Regions from separate parts of the Mus musculus genome. Here region 1 is linked to region 2. The links are chromatin contacts, called in public promoter capture Hi-C maps. All regions are on one chromosome and are shown on one strand. Each heading gives the region's core, a stretch centred on a gene start, on an enhancer-like site or on the middle of the called end of the contact. The rest is flanking DNA. Distances are from core to core; before and after follow the strand shown.

The links. Promoter capture Hi-C pulls out the DNA fragments that hold promoters and counts their contacts.
Region 1: a promoter capture Hi-C map of erythroid cells shows a contact between it and region 2, with 13 times the contacts expected there. The contact joins the promoter of Adpgk here to the promoter of Wdr61 in region 2. A contact is called at or near these places in 1 of 39 promoter capture datasets (erythroid cells) and 1 of 484 Hi-C or Micro-C datasets (CD4 T cells).

What each region holds. Positions count from the first base shown.
Region 1 is chr9:59,290,222-59,292,921 of GRCm38.p6, reverse strand. Adpgk (ADP-dependent glucokinase) reads right to left here and starts at 1,350. Exons shown (of 7, transcript NM_028121.2): 1 at 1,056-1,350. The coding sequence starts at 1,288.
Region 2 is chr9:54,733,198-54,735,897 of GRCm38.p6, reverse strand. Wdr61 (WD repeat domain 61) reads left to right here and starts at 1,349. Exons shown (of 11, transcript NM_023191.3): 1 at 1,349-1,423.

The DNA of each region.
Region 1 (2,700 bases), core at 101-2,600, 4.6 Mb before region 2:
CTGACATAGCTCCAAGAAAGATGATCAAGAACCTGATAAAGCCAGGTCTTTAAGCCCAGCACCAGGGAGGCAGAAGCAGCTGGTCCTTAGAGTTCGAGGTCAGCCTGGTCTACAGAGTGAGTTCCAGGAGAGCCTGGACTACACAGAGAAGCCCTGTCTTAAAGAAGAATAATTTAAAAATAAAACTAAACTAAAAAGACAAGAGAAAGAAAGAAAAAGGAAGCAAACAGATCAGATAATGATCTATGTTCTAATGATCTACTTACGTTCCAGACCAGCCAAGGAGGCTGTAGTTCAAAAAGGAACAACAGAAGCAACATTTAAAAAAAAAAAAAAAAAACCAACTCTAACCTAAAGAAAAACATACTAAAAAACTCGCTGATGCATAGTGCCCTTGACAAGACAAGAAAGCCAAGCCTAACTGGAAGAGGGACTAAGGTTAGTGTAAAAAAAATTGGATACATTTCTGTGAGTTTCACAAAGAAAGGAGATACTGTGATTTGAGAGAACCTTAAAAATATGAACTATCACTTAGTATGGGGAAGAAGGTAGTTTCGAGAAGGGCGTGCTAAACGCGAAAGGCGCAGAGTTCTGGTAAGGAATCCTTAACAAAAAATGTTGAATATGAAAATGAGCAGTCTTAGTAGAGTGGTCTTCAGACCGGATGACGTAAAGTCAACAGCTAGAGACAGAAGCATTTAGCTTTAAGTACGTTAGGAAGAGTGCTAAAAAAATAGGAAAACCATCGTGGCCACCTGAGAACAGTCGGCAAAAAAGGGCTGGAAGACAGACAACAGAGTAACCTCAAAAATTACAAGTGACAGGCTGAGTTGAATTTCTAAGAAGCTATGAGAGCTGCTTTTACAGGGAGCAGGGCCAACCGGGTGGAAATATGCTGACTATCCCTGCAGCGATGACGGAAAAAGGCTCGTCTCACGCGTCCGACACTTTCGCCCAGAGGGCAACCCAGACACCACCGAGTCCCGGGCGGACCCCGGAGCGCGCGCACTTCCCGGGGAGGCCCAGAGCCGCAGGCAGGCCCCGCAGGCACTCACCCCACAGCCACGCGGCGCCAGCGCCGGGCGGGCTGCGCGATGAGGGCGTCCCAAGCGGCTGCCAGCCGGCTCTCCGGGGACAGAGGTCCCACGGGCACTGGCGCGGGTCCCAGCCTCAGGGAGCTCCAGAGCGAGCGCAGCGCCGTGCCCGGCAGCTCCGGCTCCAGCAGGAACACGCAGCCCACGGCCAGCGCCAGGAAGCCGGCGCACGCAGAGCCGCGCCACAGCGCCATGTGCACACACCGCCGCACCGGTGGCTACAGGATCCTTTCTCGGCTCGCGCCTCCTCCCAGCTGGGCGCGTGCTGACGTAGACGTGCGTAACGTCACACCCGCGCGCCACAGGCTCTTCCTCCCGATGGGCGGAGCTACGACGGAACTGCAGCCCCAGTTATGGGTGGAGCTATGGGTGGGCTGGAGGCGGGACGACGACAGGGCTGGCGTTGGGGGTTCGCTCTGTTTAAGTCTTGGCGCTGGCGCTGGGCGACGCTGTTGTGCGATTCTGTCCTTGGATGAACAAAGGCAGTAGTGTGGTTCCCAATCCGTACACGTCTTCCCGATATTCACTGATAGCCTGAGATAGAGTGTGTGTGTGTCCGGGGTGGGGGCGAGAGAATACTTTTACTTCCCTAGTAAGATAAGACATGCAGATAACGAAGAAGCAGCAAACCTCGCGATTAGAGTAGTCGGTCTCCCATTGACAACGAGCCACGCTGTTGTCTCTTAATCCGTCCCTCCGCCAGTGTTTGACCTCCATGGTTTTACTAGGCCGGTTCCTTTCTAAGTCTGGTGCAGTGGCGAGGCGGAGGGTGCACGACGATGGGAAGGGCTTCCCGCGAGAGGAATCTGCTCAGACCCTAGTGGTGCTGGGCACGGGGAGTCCACCTCTTGAGATTTTCAGCTAGTCAAAGGCTTCCGCTAAGACTGAAGCGATCTTGTTCAATCTAGAGATCAGATTTAACACTCAGACCCCTTAGATAACCCTTTCGGAGGTGGTGTTCCTTTGAACAACCCCAGAGTAAGCCGCAAAGGGATACAATCATGTGTACAGTATGGAAGGACTATAGACTCGAGTTTTTAAATCCTGGTTTAGTTGTTCCGGGTGATACTACAGAAATCCAGCCCTTCCTCCTTTGATGTGACGGTTCTATGTGAGAGGGTAGGTTAAGAGGCAGGAAAGCTAGGCTTGATGTCCAGTTCATTCTCAGCCTCATCTAGCCTGGCCTATTTCTATTTTGCTAGTTCTGCTAGCTCCTGACCAATTTTCTACTCTGTCTATAATTTTTGAACTTGTTAATAGAAATGTGTTTCCCTGGCTTTGATCTTGGACGTTATCTCCCACCCCCACCCCCAGTATCCAAAGTGTTTCTGTTATGGCTCTCAGCTGTTAACTGGCCAGAGACTGGTTACTAGCCCAGACTAGCCTCAAGTTCACTGCGTTGTCAAGGGTGACTTTGAACTTTTTTTAAAAAGATTTATTAATTTATTATATGTAAGTACACTGTAGCTGTCCCCAGACACTTTTTTCTTCTCGCTCAGACCCCCGGAGCAGTCAGCGTTCTTAACCGCTGAGCTATCTCTCCAGCCCCAACTTTGAACTTCTGATCCTCTTCCCTCTAGCTCCTGGAATTACAAATGTGTATCTC
Region 2 (2,700 bases), core at 100-2,599:
AATAAACCAGGAGGCATTAACAGTAATTGACTTGGTCACTAAATCAAACCACAGTATTGTTCCTATTTTATTACAACCACTGAAGATAATTCAAAGCATTGTGTATGTGTATTGATACTTTGAAATCACAGACGGTATTAGATCTGTTGAGCTCAGGTAGGTGTGTTATTATTTTGCATATTTATGGCTATTTTGATGGAATTATTTCCCTTTAATCCTATGTGGATATTGATCCATTTATAAATATTATTCTGAGGCAGGACTCATAGTCTTGATTGCATGTCAAAGACATTCATTGTACATAAGAGGCCTGTTATTCTTGCTTCACAGTAGACCATGCTAATGACCTCATGTGCTTGGTGCTCTGACAGTAGAGAGGTGAAAGGTAGGGGTTTAATATAGTCTTTGAACAAGCATATCTGGAGTTCACATCATAATTATTCAGTCACTGAAGAGCACACGAATAATTCAATGTCCAAATTCTACTGGAATTCTCTCAGTTCTCTGTTTGGCATCTTGAAACAGCACTCTGAGGTATTTTTCGGCTTTGAGTTTGAACGACAGAGTTATAGCCAGGCCTGGTAGTGCAGGCCTGTCACTCTAGAGATACTGGAGACTGAAGCAATAGAAGCAGGAATCCAAGGACTGCCTATGCTACAGAGTTACAGAGTAAGTTATAGGCCAGCCTAGGCAATTTATTGAGAACTTGTTTCTAAATAAATAAATAGATGGCTGGGATGTAGGCCAGCAGGAGCATGCTTGCCTAGCATAGGCAACATCCTGGGTTTGAATTTATGCGCTATTAAAAAAAAATATATAGGGAATGGCTCAGCAGATAAAAGTGGCCGCCTTCAAGCCTGATGACTTGGGTTCCATTCCTGGGCTCCACGTGACAGAGACAACTAAGACACTCAAGTTGTCTTCTGACCTCCATTTCTACACCATGACATGTGTGCACACTCCCATACGTGCACACAACTTTTAACAATATTAAAATGTGGCACTTTAAAAATTACAGAGCTAGGTTGTTTTAGAAAACCTTTATTGTAATGATTTTCGAGCTTTTTGCTGTGGGAGATGGGGGGCGAGGCTGGGCTGGAAAGGAGAAGGAAAGAAAAAGAGGACGAAGAAAAAGCGGGGAAAAAAAAAAAAAGAAAGAAAAAAAAACAGAAGAAAAAACGAACCCGGGAAGTCATCAGAGAAGCTTTCTGAAGCCTGTTAGCAGCAGGCTGCCCTAGGTACTCCCCGCCCACTCTCCCTGGCTCCACCCTCACCCCAACCCCGCACGCCAAGGCAGCAGGGGGGCGCTCTGCCGGTCCCGCCCGCATCCCAGGAGAGGCCCCGCCCCTTCGTTAGCTCATCCACGAGCGCCACGGTCGTGCTCCACTGACGTCAGGCGTGCTGTGCGGCTGGCTGTACGGTGGTGAGTTGGTGTGCTGGGCAGAGTTGGGGAATGGTGGTCTTTGGTGCTGTTGCCTACTAGGGCGAGAGGGCGACTGAACCGGGAGAGTTGGAGGCCACCACAGCAGGTTTGTTCACGGAGGCTCCAGGAGTCCAAGGGTGGCTTTCGTGACTCTATTTAACTTGGCTAGTCCGCGAGGCACGAGTCCCAAGGGCAGACAGAAGGCCCATAGGTGGACTAATTTTGCTCCCAGATAATGTTTTGTGCATCCCGGAAATGAGGGTTGGCTTCTTTGCGGGGTGGGGAGGGGAGTAGTTTCCCCTTAGATAGAGGACTCTGGGGAGGGGAGTAGTTTCCCCTTAGATAGAGGACTCTCTTAATACCAGTCCTATAGTAGTTAGCCACGCTGTTAGGTAGCAAGCTTCACGTCATTGAACACTAAGCAGAGAGTGAGTTCCTTTTATTTCAAGTACCATGTGGTATGGTGCGTTACAGACGTGCCTGAGAAACTTTCATAGACGCATGGGTTAGTCTCTGGGAAGCCTGAAGAAGGACCTTTAAATCCAGCCCCGATAACTGGAAATTTTCCTAAAGAGAGAGATGGCATAGAGGCCTCTTGGGATTCTCTTGGTTCTGAAATTACCTGTCATGAGACATGTCTTAGTAGTAGGAACTGTGTATTTACCTACGCTTCCGTCAGCTGCTCTAAGCCTCTCTCTTCTAGCCAGAAGAACGGAGCTAGTAAGAGTGCCTACTAAACGGCGTTAAGGAAGGTTCAGTGAGCTAATCTGTATAATAGTTAAAATAGGATCTGATGCAGTACGTCCTCAAAGGTTCAGCCTGATGGAACTGCACACCCTATTTTGAGGGTAGCTTTTTAAAAGTTGACTCCCTATAAACCTTCTTACTTGTAAAATTGTCGTTTTTCTCTATTGCCAAGTGTGAGGTTCGTATGGGCAGAGAGGAGGCAGTATCACTAAGAGGGCTGGTCTTCATGCAGTTTGTGTCTCAACTTGTTTGAGCCAAATTGTCAGGAGAGCTTTCTAGTCTGGGCAAGGTCCTGTTCTTGAGTCACAAATCAGTAACAGTCACAAGTCAGCACACCTGATTAAGATCTCTTAGGCCAGGACTATTTAGAAATCATGTGTCTGTCTGAGTTTCTGTTCTTGGTAAACATTTGTTAGTCTTTGGTTTGCATATTTGAAGCAGGTAGCATGAGCCCAGATGTCTGAGCTGTATGTACGGCCTGTTAAGTGAGGATGGAACTGAGGGGCTGTGAACATGGATTAGAAGACAAT